Regions from separate parts of the Ovis aries genome. Here region 2 is linked to region 1. The links are chromatin contacts, called in public Hi-C maps. All regions are on one chromosome and are shown on one strand. The core of a region is the stretch at or near the end of the contact, and the rest is flanking DNA. Distances in the headings are between cores, read along the strand shown.

What was found. A called contact is a pair of places that touch in the nucleus more often than the background predicts.
Region 2: a Hi-C map of muscle shows a contact between it and region 1, with 1.9 times the contacts expected there. The contact joins the promoter of ACSL1 here to the enhancer-like site in region 1. A contact is called at or near these places in 2 of 16 Hi-C or Micro-C datasets (muscle and tail adipose tissue).

Annotation. Positions count from the first base shown.
Region 1 is chr26:14,398,308-14,405,518 of ARS-UI_Ramb_v3.0, forward strand. It overlaps ACSL1 (acyl-CoA synthetase long chain family member 1), which reads right to left. Exons shown (of 21, transcript XM_060406942.1): 3 at 2,039-2,153; 4 at 1,293-1,357. Among named protein-coding and RNA genes, the nearest start is that of TRNAC-ACA, 18 kb to the right of the region's middle. Within about 2 kb of position 5,379, at least 10 of the 54 cell types and tissues checked have an H3K27ac peak or open chromatin away from gene starts, as enhancers often do. A contact at or near this core is called in muscle, where this site is marked.
Region 2 is chr26:14,434,727-14,441,720 of ARS-UI_Ramb_v3.0, forward strand. ACSL1 (acyl-CoA synthetase long chain family member 1) reads right to left here and starts at 2,572. Exons shown (of 21, transcript XM_060406942.1): 1 at 2,361-2,572.

The DNA.
Region 1 (7,211 bases), core at 4,129-6,628:
GGAAAATAAAAACAGCAGTCTCTCTGCTCACCAGACCTTCAGCTCGTGATTCCTACAAGCAAGGAATGCGAAGCTGTCTTGTCTGTCTCTCTTTATCTCTGCCTCTATTTCTCTTGCCTTTTGCATTTCATTGATCCTCAGATGTGGGAGGACCAGGAAGCATTTTCCCACAGGCTGGTTTTGCAGATCCTAACGACAATCCACTTCATACACCCCCACCCCTTCCCAGGACACATCAACTACCCAGAGCCCCAGCCACAGAAGGGGGATTGGTCCTCTGCGTCCTGCCCCTACTCCAGGGAGCGCTCTGGACAGTTGCGCTGGAAGCACAAAGCAGCAAAGCGGATGCCCCCATTGGCTCCCGCGTTGTCTCGGGGGTGCTGCCTTGAACTGGGCAGAGTCAGGAGCAACTAGACTTGTAATCACGATACAAACAAACAAAAAAAAAGGAGCAAGCCTTCCTGCTCTGCTACCAGCCATCTGCAAACTACTATGTACAGTTAAAAGCCATGGACCTGCTGGGACCAGAGTGACAGGAGTGAGATGGCCCAGGTCCCAGCTGCCTCCATGTTTGTCCGATTGCGCAGGTGTCATCTCTGCTGCTCTCCATGCTGCCCTCGGGTTAAAGGTCACCCCAGGATCAGTATGATGCTTTGGAGACTCCTTACAACAGATGGCGTGGGCCTCCCTCCTGGCCCTGGTTCAGCTGTGACCAGGGGTGAGTCCCAGCCCTGCCTGGGGCCCATTTTCTCTCATCTATAAAATGAGAGGGCTCCTCTACACTGGGGCATCTGTATTTGTCCAGCACCCTCAAGACAGAAAGGAGTAAGTAATTTTATCCTCCTGTGGGGTCTGGTAGAAGAGCCATCTGCTTCAAGCACATTTCTAGCATTTTATTTATTTGTTTGGCTACACTGCACGGCTTCTGGGATCTTAGCTTCTTGACCGGGGATTGAACCTGGGCCCTTGGCAGTGAGAGCTCAGAGCTGTAACCTCTGGACTGCCAGAGAATCCTCTAGCATTTTATTTTAAAACTTATACTGTACTCCACAACACACCCACAGCAGTTCTAAAATAAACTACTTTGAACCACCCATTCAATTACTGATCTAGTGTTCCCCAAATCTGTGTGTTTAATGTCTCGGGATGCTGCACGTCTGTTCTAAAGCCCTGAGCCAGGTCGGCATCTACACTCCATAGAAACCTTCCAACCCAAACTTCAGAGGCTCCAAGAACTGCCGTGTTCCCACCCTATGGCTCACGTGAGGCGTCCACAGAGCCGGAAAACTCACCTGTTTGTATGAAAGCCATTCATAGGGTTGGTCTGGTTTCCGAGAGCCTAAACAAGGGCCATTATCTAAAAGAAGAAAACAAATGAAAGAATAAACGATGGGCTAAACATGCCTAGATATTCCTAGGTTCTCATTTGTATCCTTCATTCCACAAAGTGGTCCTCAGGTGTGAAACAATGAATTCAGATCGGACGCACTTTCCCCCTGGGTTTGGGTCTGAGTTTTGCTTCTCTACTTCTATTTTGTTTCTCACATGGGGCAGGAGGGAGATGGCGTGGCTGCCAGGTACCCGGGGTCTCTGGTGCCACCGTCAGAGATGAAGGGCAGTCTCGTGAGCCAATATCCCTCAAGTGTCTCTGATGGAATCCCACTTCCTTGGGTATCAATGTTTATTTCTCAAAATATGGGTCTCCTGGTTAAGCAAGCTTGAGAAATGTTGGATCAGGCCCGGTTAAACAGGTCTCTTTATGCAGGAAATGTCAGAGCCTGTACGGAGCTAACGGATGTGTGACTCTCCATGAAACACGCCGCATGTGACTGCAGAAATGCCTTGACCATGGGCCACACCCGATGGGACCTGTGTGCGGGGGGACTCGCTCTGCAGAAGTTAACAGGAGGAGACAGGGAGCTGGGAGCCAGGCTGTGTTGGAGAGAGCTGTGAGCAAATACGGCTTCTTGAAGAAAGACCCCTCTGTCGAAAGGAAAAACCTGAAGCACTAGTTGCACAGATTCAGGCCGATGCTTACTGGACACCTGTATGCCCCTCTGGAAACCTTGGTATAATGTTCTGACATCATCGTAGAAATACACCAGGGGCTCGTCACTGTCCAGGAGTGTGGATCTCCGGGCACCATCACTGCCCTGGGAAAAAAGACAGACAGACAGAAGGTCAGAAGAAAGCATTAAAAAGAAAATGTCTACCGTGTGCACCCTCAATCCCCTCCAGGGCCTGGGAGGGGTGAGCGTTTGCTGCATGGACTCCAGGGCCGGATGCGCTGGTGTCTGACATAAATCCTCCACCTAAGACAAGCGCTCAGAGAAGCAAGGCTGGGCCCATGTCCGTCCAGGAAGAAAGAAAGAAGAAAGAAAGATAGTGCTAAGTCGTGCCCGACTCTTGTGATTCCATAACCTGTAGCCAGCCAGGCTCCCCTGTCCATGGGATTCTCCAGGCAACAATACTGGAGTAGGTTGCCATTCCCTTCTCCAGGGGATCTTCCTGACCCAGGAATTGAACCCAGTCTCAGGAATTGAAGCCAGGTCTCCCGTATTGCAGGCAGATGCTTTACCGACTAAGCTACACAGACCCCTGGGAAAAGGAAGTGACGGAGGGAAAGGAAAAGGGGCTCAAAGGGGCTCACAGACTTATAAGCATTGGTCTTGTCAGACGAGGCTGAGGAGTCTGAGGACTGGAAACCAAACCCTTGGACACAACTGGGATGATACTCAAACCATAGCCACTGGCAGATAAAGGATTGATTCTGTCTGGTCTTGGGGAAATGACACACCGCTCAGTTTTACTTCCATCACCTTATCTATATTCTTTTGGAGATCATGTCTACTGTTTTTCCTCTTTGCCAACTACCCTATAATCTGTTAGGAATGTCAGTTTCCCATGTAGCATCTACTAGTTACCATCATCAGCTATAACATGTACGGATGTGCATGGACTCCTCATCCCTACATGACTGGAGGGACTCTATGGAGTACAGGCTGAGGAGAGGAGCACCGAAGGGGCTGGAACGGAGAGAGAGGAGAAGCCTGGAATCTACAGGGCACTGGCTCACCCCAGAGCCGAAGTCCTTGTAGGATGGGCAGGGGAACACCTGGGCCTCGTGGGGAAAGCAGTTCGCAAGCTCTTCACCAGATCTACTGAGTTGGAAACTCTGGGGGTGTGATCCAGCAGTCCACCTTTCAGCCAGCCCTTCATGGATCTGGTGCACCATTTGGATGCATTATGGTCCCAAATTAAGCCTTCCCTGGTGACTCAGTGGTAAGAATCTGCCTGCTAATGCAGGAGACGTGGGAGACCCAGGTTCAATCCCTGGGTTGGAAAGATTCCCTGGAGAAGGAAATGGCAAACCACTCCAATATTCCTGCCTGGGAAATCCCATGGACAGAGAAGCCTTGGCGTGCTATACAGTCCACGGGGGTGGCAAAGAGTTGGATACAACTAAGTGACTGAATAATAACAACATGGTCCCCAGGAGGGAAGTGGTGAAGATCAGGGTAATTCCTAGAAGGAAATCTACGAGGGTGAGCAGCCTGCAGAACACAATGGAGACAGACCAGCTGACCAGGGCCTGATGAGGGCAGGGCAAGTCTGATGCTGCAGGCACTAAGCACTAATGACTGGGATTTGGCAGGTTACTGGAAGCAGGAGGACAAGAGCGAGTTGGAGGCCTATGAGAACAGCAGTTCCAGTCTATCCAAAATCAAACACTAGGACTTAGCGGTAGGTTTGAGAGAAGAGATTAAGTTTGCGTGCTTAGTCGTTCAGTCGTGTCTCACTCCTTGCGACCCTTTGGACCGCAGCCCACCAGGCTCCTCTGTCCATGGGATTTTTCAGGCAGGAATACTGGAGTGGGTTGCCATTTCCTTCTCCTCCTCCAGGGGATCTTTCCAATTCAGGGGTCGAAACTGTCTCCTGTGTCTCCTGAACTGCAGGCAGATTCTTTACCTGCTGAGCCATCAAGGAAGCCCAAAACAGATTAAGTTTAACTTTGAATATGTGCAGACTCTATCTCTTCAAGACAGCAGGTCAATTCCCCAGTTCCTACTTGGAGAATCACTGCTCTTGAGTATCATTTTGTAACAACTTTTGCTAAATAACTCTGGTTACACTACCGTTCTGGTGATATATGAACTTCAGGACTTTGAAGGTAGTCTTCAGGACTATTTGGTAAAACAGTCAAATCAAAGTTATAGAAGTTAATCACATCCCAAATAAAGCCATCCTCTTCACAAAGTAACCCGAGGACAAAATATTTATTACTATTCTAATTAGAAATTAGAATAAGTAGCAAAAGTTTGGAGATGAAGCAGTAAACGAATTCTATGCCAAAAAGGTATAGGTGAAACGCTGGGTGACAGGTCACATTATCAACGAACTGTAAGGCATACTCTGTAATTTCAGGAAAAGGGATGAATGAAATGGAAGTGGGGGAGACCAAGCAATAAAGCCTGTGTTTTGAAAACTGCTGCTCTATGATGTTCAGTTCAGTTCAGCCGCTCAATTGTATCCAACTCTTTGTGACCCATGGACTGCAGCACACCAGGCTTCCCTGTCCATCACCAACTCCCAGAGTTTACTCAAACTCATGTCCATTGAGTTGGTGATGCCATCCAACCATCTCATCCTCTGTCATCCCCTTCTCCTCCCACCTTCAATCTTTCCCAGCATCAGGGTCTTTTCAAATGAGTCAGTTCTTCGCATCAGGTGGCCAAAGTATTGGAGTTTCAGCTTCAGCATCAGTCCTTCCAATGAATATTCAGGACTGATTTCCTTTAGGATGGACTGGTGATGATGATGATCACACATGCCCATAAGAAATCATCTTTGATGTACATGCACCACCATTCTTCTTGAATTAAAGTCCTGTCCATAAACACTGAGCACTGGCAACCTTGGTGACACCTGCAAAGGTGTGGGCTTGCACAGCTACAACAGCGGGGGCTCAAAGGTGTGCGTGTGCTACAAAACGGAGCCATTTCAAGGGCAGGGTATTTAACTACTGGCTTATCCAAGTACATGCAGCTATTTTTAGGAACACCTACTTAAATGAAGAAATCTATATCTGGCCCTTTTGGACTTCTGACATATCCTACAGGTCTGGTGTGGAGGTGTGGGTTTCAGCTGTGCTCAAGAAATAGGGAGAGGGATACAGAACAACCCTGTGTGTAATATGCAGGAAATCACCAGTAACACTGAGTCACGGAGGACTATGGGTCTTTTATTTCCTCTTTAATGTTTTTCTACAGTCTTCCCAGTTTTAACAAAAAAGGAGTGAGTCAGTGTGTAGTGACCACACTACAGTCAAATCAGCGGTCACGAGGTTATTCGGCTATACAAGCAAAGGTTCCTCTAGAGGTCGGTCTCCCCACGTGGCTGAGTTAGGAAATCAAAGTTCAAGTTCCCCTCAAGGGCAGTTGAGGACAGGATCACAGTGAACCATCTGTGAACCAATGGTTCCCAGGACTAGAACTCTGGCCAGTAATTTGAGGAAAAGGAACACCTTGGTGGGGAGAGTTATTTTGCGTCACTTCCTTATTTAAATGCAAAAGCAGATAATTACATCCTTGAGAATTTCTCCAGGATAGAAAGGCCTGAGCTTTACGAATTGTGGTCCCATTTATCTCGATCTAGAAAATAGACAACTATAGGCCCTAACAGTCAACCACCCACTATGTTACTACTACGGTTTATTCCCTCTAAGGATAGGGCTAGACAGTGGGAGGGATAGGGGAGGGAAAGGAAGAGACAGCGGAGAGGGGGCAGGGAGAGCCGATAATGGCTAAAGAGACAGCTGACGACTTGGCTGGGCTTAAATGTCTCATCCATCTCTAGGGAGAAAAGAAGCAGGTGGAACCATGGTCCTTGGGGGAAAAGAATGACTTTTTTCTCCACCTCCCCCAGCCCCCAGCATGTAGATTTCCCATGCATCTTACCTACCCAGGCCATCATCACCTACCACCTTTTATGAACAGGCACAAAGAGGCTTTTCCAATCCAGGGACCTAGATGCCCTCTGGCCATCGTTCTCCCCGCCAGTAACATGGGATCTCTGACAGAACAAAGTAGGTCTTTATTCAAGACCAGCCAACGGGGGATGCTCCCAACCAGATCTTTCAGGATAATGAACAGGGAGTTTTAAAAGTATTAATAGCTAGACTCCTCCACTATGCTAACATAAATGCAACCACGTAAACTACGAACTCTCAGGTTCACTACCGACGCTCCACCATTGAATCAGCCAGCTTCCCGAGGTCCTCCATGCCCAGTGAGTGAAGAAGGGGCAGAAGCACCCATTACAATGGGTGCTAGGCATCGAAATGTGAGCACAGGAGAGATGGAAGCAAGGGAGTATTCAGTTTGCAGATGAGAAAACAGACAGACGTTGGGGAGGCCTCCCTGTCTCAGTCCCACGTCTAAAATGCAGTGGAGTGAGCTTCAAACCAGCCTGAGGGACTTGCCACACACTGTCCACCTCCACCATCTTGGAGGATTCAGGGCCAGAGCACGGTGGCCGACTGGGGGACTGGTTCTCCATCGCTCTCCTCTAACCCTCAGAAGGCGCTTCCTTGTCCACCCTCCCTCCCAAGCTTGCTCTCCAGTTTCCAACTTCCTGAGCTGCCCCTGTCCCCATGGGAGGACCTGCCTGGGGGTGAGGGAGGCTGGTTGGGTTACTTAGCAAACCAGTTCTGTGCCACCAAATGCAGGGCAAGCTCCTCACCAGAGCAAACCAGCCAATCCCTCAAGAGAAAAATAGCTCCCTCCCACCTTTGTGGATGGGGAGAGAGTTGAGTCATAAATTCAAATCCCCTGCCTGTAGCATCTCCGAGTGCCTGCCACTTGTAATGTTCAAGGCACTAGCTCACAGTCTGAAGGAAACACATCTGTTCCCTTACTTGCTCGGCCTTTTAGACGCTGCCGTCAAGGCAGGGTTTTTGCCGAGACTCTCACAAAGGCCTATCTCTGCCATTGTTTTTCACTCCACAGGAGTGGACCCCGCTTGTGGGGAAGGCTATTTTTAAACTTCAAAAAAATTACAGCACACATTTCCGTCATGTATGTGTACACATGGTCCCTGCTTCATGAAGCCCGTGAGCATCGTCTGTACAAAATCAAGTCGTGTCTTCAGGCTTGTTTTACTCTGTGTATTCCCAGAGAGTAACTTGAGCCTTTCTTCCTGGCTGAAGGGAA
Region 2 (6,994 bases), core at 1,322-3,821, 34 kb after region 1:
TTTTCGAACACAGGAGCCTAAACCATTGCATCATCCAAATAAATCTGTTCACAAAGCATGATTAATTCTGTCACCATTGACAGCATTAGGTTATGTGAGTAAACGCAAAAGAACATAGGACATAGGTGGCAAATTTGCACAAAAAAATTCAGAAACAAAGTTATTCTGTCCCTCCAAGGTTACTGAACATCACGTCTAGAAATGACTACTTATTCCTACAGTCATGCTCTTTTTCAGAAAGTGAAACTTGAAGGGAGAGAGGAGAAATCCCCAGCTGTAAAGACAAAACAACATAATCTTTCCCCACCCCCTCCTCCAAACTTCCACAAGATAGCTACATCAAAACCAAAGATGCAGCCTGCCCTGGACATCAAGGAGGACACTGTGGCATGCCGGTACACAGTCAGCTATACCAAAGCTCAACCAAAAGCTGTGATAGTTATGAGAACTCAATCTGTATGATATAAGTAGAGACCTTTCTTCACCTGCATTCGTCACAAGTATCATTCTCTTAAATGCCCCAAATTTAAAAGCCCAGAGATTCTTTTTAGTCAGGTTGCCCACAATAATAAAAAATACTGCCAAACTATGCTTAACAGAGACAGGAAGGAAATAGGTCAACATGCTAATAACTGTGAGAGAAGGGTGATTTTAAAAGTCTGTTCCATTTACAGCAAATGCAGAAAACAGGTCTATAACACATGGTCTATGATGTGTCTATCTGAAGTGAGAGAGGGAGATATGAAATGGGTTACTCTTCAGGGTTTGCTTTTTTCAGTCACAGAATTTTAGTTTCTGAAAGACTTTAGTCTAATGCACCCGTTCCCACATGAGGAGTCAAGTTTCAGCCTGAGAAGGGATTCTCCCAGTTGAATCAGAACAAGAATGAACATTTCCCAGGACTTGGCTCCACACTGATGGGAAGGGAATGTCACTTTAAAGGTCCCACCTTCTCAAGCCCATCCAACCAGACAATCAACTCAAATCTTAAGTTTTAAGCCAATTCAACCTGTCACCTCAGTCTGAAAAAGCTGAATCAAGCCAGAGGTACCCACTAGCTTTTAGTTTGTGTTAAGCAATTAATTGTTTAGGAGATAATAATCACAGCTGAAATTTGTCAGAAACTATGAAATTAACCAGTTTCTCTCATGCTAAGCAAAGGTAAAAAATAAACGGATATTAAGTTGGGGCACTTTACATACACCTGCACCAACAAGAAGCTTAAATGTTAGAACTTTCAAAGGCAAGGGCACTATTATAACGGTATTAATTAAGCTCCATAACCTTGAAAGTGGGTAGGGTGGGGAAGGGGTTTGCAAATTCTAGCCTAACACACCGATTAAGAGGAGCATCTGTCTCTGTGTTCTCATCCACGTGTTCATTCAAGTCACCTACCACCACGCTGTCTAGGCGGCAAGGAGATAGATATCATGATTTTTACTTCCTAATTTCAAAACATGCCAGGCTCTTTAAAACGACTCTATCACGGCCATGTACAGCAGCTGTGGCACTCTGCAGGCACCGCGAGAATTTCCACATGTGGCCACCGGCTTCGGATGCTGCCTTTGACCCTCCCGCGGGCGCGCAGGGACCACTCTTCACGCGGAGGCTCTGATGCTTCCACGCACTATCCGAGCATGCCCCCAACCCGCCTCGGAGGGGCAAGAAGGAGGCCGCGACCCAGAGAGCATCGACACGGCCCCGCGGCGATCATCGCCCCGAATCTGCAGCTCCGGGTCGGGCTTCCCGCTGGGCGGTCCCCGCCGCCACACAAACAAGGACCCGGATCCGCGGCGCGCGTCACCCGCACCCCGCCGTGCACCAGCCCAGCGCCCGCGCCACCGGGGGGAGAGGCGGGCGGGCATCGCCGGCTCTCTTGCACAGGAAGCAGCGGCGGATCGGGCGGCTTGGAGGCCTCCGCGGCGGAGGGAACTCGGGGAGCCGCCGGGCGGAGGCCGGAAAAGAGGAACGTCGCTGCGATCCGAGGGCGGGTTCTCGCGTCTCCGCTGCGGCCGCCACCTCCCGGGCTCCGGCCGGCGGGGCAGCCTTAGACCCGAGCCCCCGCCGAGACCCGGGCGGCGCCGCAGCAGGTACGGATGCGGCTCCCCCCCGCTAGAAGGAGCACTCACCTCCTCCGCAGGCCCGGCCGTCCGCCGCCGGCTGTCACTGCAGCCCACTGCCGGCCCCGGCTGGGTCCGGATGCTATTTAAGGGCGCCGCCGCCGCTTCCGAGAGCTGGCTGCGCTCCAGCCGCTCGCTGCAGCCTAGGAGCCGGGCTGAGGCCAGAGCGCGGGCCCCGCCCCGCCCCGCCCCCGGCCCGCCCCTCCCCGCCTGAGCCCCACTCCCCCGCCGTGTGCCTGCCCTGCGGTCCGGTCGAGCGCGTGCCCGGCGGCTGGTGGAAGCTTGGGGCACCGCGGGGGACGAACGCATCTCCAGGCTGGATTTCACAAGGAGTCCAAGGAAGGGCAAAGAGTAAATTGTGGTGGCTCAGTCCAGAAGTCTGCAGTGCCGGAGGGCGGGCCGGGAGACGCCCTTTCACGTCTTCCACCTTCAACCACAGGCCCTCTGACTCCTCGGGGGCGGAGGCTTTTGCCGGGAGGCTCCCTGGAGGTCCTGAGGGCTTTCCTTTCCTATTGGCTTTGGCAGAGAACTTGCATGATCCTTTTAACCTGGTTTCACCTCCCCATCCACCACCCCCTCCCCCGCCCCCATGCGGTTTCGCCACAGTTCCTGGCCGGGAAAGGCCCTGTTCTGGACTTTGCAGAGCGCTGGACATAAGACCAACAGGACAGATGAGCCTCAGGATAGTTGGATCAGAGCACAGGCTCGACACCACTCAAGGACAGTGTCCCCCTGCCAAGTTCTGAGGGCCCGTTCGCGGCTCAGCCCTGGCCATGCGGTTTTGAGGGCTTCTGTCTCTGTGCATGCGATGTCCATTGGGGCCTTCCAGAGCCCAGCGCAGTTTTTTTTCAGGCTCCTGATCCAAATGGTATTTTTCCTCTTAGCTCCTGAGGCCTGCCAGTAGCCTTAACCTCTAATACCAGGGTTCTAGTTACAGTGGCACTTGTGCCGGATGGTGGATAGAGGACTCTTGTCTAGTACTGCTTTGAATTGGAGGCATGAGAATTAGAATAAACGCCTCTAATAATGACAGATAACCTCTACTGAAATATTTCACACCCATTATCTTATTGAATCTTCCTCACAACCTTCTGAAGTGGATGCAGTCTCCATTCCCTTTTCACAGATGAGGCCCAGAGAGGTTGAATGCTAGGGAAGGCGAAATTATGTGGGAATTTAGGCGGTCTGCTTCCAGAGTGCATTCATAACAGTCAGGGGAGGTGTACAGGTTCTTCTGCTCAGGTGAGCTTGTGCTGGCTGAGGCCTCAAGCACTCAGATCGAGGCCATGATGATGCTCTAAGGACTTCTCCTGGGCCCCTCTCACTGGCTCAGAGCATCTGCTGTGGCAGCAGCGCTCATCTGCATGTGGTACAGCAATGGTGAGGCAGCCCACACTCCAGGAGCCTCTGCAACAGCTCGCTTCTCCTAGGCTCTCTTCTCCAGTTACATCTGCTAGCTCTGGACTCTCCATTTAAAACTAACAATGGGCTCCACTTTCGTTTTTACTCATTTCCACTTGGCTAATCCTGGATTTAGACCTCTGTCCAGGTCTCCTTCTCAACTGTGGTTCCATCATTTCAGTCCCTCTTTCCCACCCACCCCCTCCGACTGCTCCAGCCAGTCCTCCAGGCCCGGTGCCTCTTCAGATGCTTCCCAAGGTCTGTGGTGTACTAGTTTGCCAGGGCAGCCACAACAGGGTGCCACAAACTGGGTGACTTAAACAACAGAAATGTATTATCTTACAGTTCTGGAGAACCATACAAAAAAGATCTTAATGACCTGGATAACCACGATGGTGAGATCACTTACCTAGAGCCAGTCATCCTGGAATGCGAAGTCAAGTGAGCCTTAGGAACTATCACTATGAACAAAGCTAGTGGAGGTGATGAAATTCCAGCTGAGCTATTTCAGATCCTAAAAGATGATGCTGTTAAAGTACCACACTCAATATGCCAGCAAATATGGAAAACTCTGCAGTGGCCACAGGACTGGAAAAGGTCAGTTTTCATTCCAATTCCAAAGAAAGGCAATGCCAAAGAATGCTCAAACTACCGCACAATTGTACTCATCTCACATCAAGCAAGGTAATGCTCAAAATCCTTCAAGCTAGGCTTCAACAATAAGTGAACTGAGAACTTACAGATGTACAAGCTGGATTTAGGAAAGGCAGAGGAACCAGAGATCAAATTGCCAACATCCACTGGATCATCAAAAAAGCAAGAGAGTTCCAGAAAAACATCTACTTCTGCATCATTGACCACTCTAAAGTCTTTGTGTAGATCACAACAAACTGTGGACAATTCTTAAAGAAATGGGAATACCAGACTATCTCACCTGCCTCCTGAGAAACCTGTATGCAGGTCAAGAAGCAACAGTTAGAACTGGACATGGAACAACAGATTGGTTCTAAATTGGGAAAGGAGTACGTCAAGGCTGTATATTGTCACCCTGCTTATTTAACGTCTATGCATAGTACATCATACAGAATCACAAGCTGGAATGAAGATTGCCGGGAGAAATATCAATAACCTCAGATATGCAGATGACACCACCCTTATGGCAGAAAGTGAAGAGAGCCTTTTGATGAAGATGAAAGAGGAGAGTAAAAAAGGTGGCTTAAAACTCAACATTCAAAAAGTGAAGATCCTGGCATCCAGTCTCATCATTTCATGGCAAATAGATGGGGAAACCATGGAAACAATGACAGACTTTATTTTCTTGGGCTCCAAAATCACCGCAGATGGTGACTGCAGCCATGAAATTAGAAGATGCTTGCTCCTCAGAAGAAAAGTTATGACCAACCTAGACAGCATATTGAAGAGCAGAGACATTACTTTGCCAACAAAGGTCCACTTAGTCAAAGCTATAGTTTTTCAGGTAGTCATGTATGGGTGTGAGAGTTGGACTATAAAGAAAGCTGAGTGCCGAAGATTTGATGCTTTTGAACTGTGGTGTTGGAGAAGACTCTTGAGAGTCCCTTGGACTGCAAGGAGATCCAAACCAGTCCATCCTACAGGAAAACAGTCCTGAATATTCATTGGAAGGACTGAGGCTGAAGTTGAAACTCCAATATTTTGGCCACCTGATGCGAAGAACTGACTAATTGGAAAAGACCCTGATGCTGGGAAAGATTGAAGGCAGGAGGAGAAGGGTACGACAGAGGATGAGATGGTTGGATAGCATTACCGACTTGATGGACATGAGTTTGAGTAAACTCCGGGAGTTGGTAATGGACAGGGAAGCCTGGTGTGCTACAGTCTGTGGGGTCACAAAGAGTCGGACACGACTGAGTAACTGAACAACAACAGTTCTGGAGGCTAGATGTTCAAGATCAAGGTGTTAGCTGAGTTGGTTCTCTCTGCAGGCTGTGTGGAGAGAATCTATTCCAGCCCTCTCATTTTGCCTTGGGAATAGCTGTCTTCTCCCTGTGTCTCCTTGTATGACTTTCCCTCCGTTAAATGCCTGTGTTCAGATTTCTCCTAATAAGGATATCAATCAAACTGGATTACAGGCTTTCCTGATTGCTCAGCCGTGAAGAATTCACCTGTAGAGCAGGAAACAGGGGTTTGATCCCTGGCTCAGGACGGTCCCTGGAGGAGGAAATGGCAATCCACTCCAGTATTCTTGCCTGGAGAATCCCATGGACAGAGGAGCCTGGCAGGCTACAGTCCTAAGGGTCGTAAAAAGCCGGACACAACTGAGCAACTAAGCATGCACTCACACAGTGTATTCTGTTCAACTTAAGTCACAATCAGTTGTAAGATGCGCCATTATTTTATATATCCCTGAAAAAAAAATGCTGCCCATTATACCTGCAAGACATTCTCAATTGGAAGATGCATCCTATATTGATTAGCTTTCATAGCACATCACCTTAAAGTGGCTTAAACAACAATCGTTCGTTAGCTTATGATTCTGTGGCTTGGCATTTGGGCTGGGTTTAGCTGGGCAGTTCCTCTGTTGGTTTCTCTTGGGCTCTCTCCTACAGCTGGTCAGCTGGTGGATAAACTGGGGCTGGCTGGTCTGAGGATGGCCTTGCTCACAGGTTTGATGATCATCGGGCTATTTGCTGGGGTGCCTTAGTTCTCTTCCACATGGCCACTTCAGTAAGCTAGTTCAAGCGTATTCAATCGGTGGTCTCAAGGCTCTAAGCTCTCTAAACTCAACAAAGGGGAAAATTGGTTTTCAAACCCCTGTTTACATCATGTTTGCTGCTGTTCCATTGGCCAAAGCATAACCATGTCAAAAATCCACGTGCGAAAAAACTACCCAAGGACATGGATAAAGGGAGGGGAACCATGATGGTCATTTTGCAATACACACATATCAAATAATTATGTTGTACATCTGAAACTAATGTTTTATGTCAATTATATCTCAATTTAAGAACATAAAGGAGAAAAGAAATGTTTAGTAAGGTGAACATAGTTTAGGGATATTTATTTTGTTTGTAGCTTTCATTTATAAAGATGGAAGAGATTAGAGCACGTACAAACCTATAAGCTTCAAGTCAGAAGCCAGCAAAATGGAAGAGATTGAAAATAAAATAGGGGACAGGGTTTACTGGTAGAGTTAGATCTCGATGTTGGAAGAGAGATGGGAGGCAAATGTTTTTGAAAACAGTTAGAACTTCTAGCAGAGGAAAACACTTTTTTTCTAGGTCCGGAGAGAAAGAGGTATAAGAGCAAACAGATAAAGTTGGAAAATACTACAATTGAAAGAGAAAGGAATTCCACTCTTCACTCTAATGACTAGAGCAAGTCAAATAGTCTCCATTCTAAACAGTAGATACTCATAAAGCCTTCCCCCTCATCGCCCATTTCCTTCGGAGATTATGAATCCTGCAGTCCTTTTGTTTTCACAGAAGAAATAA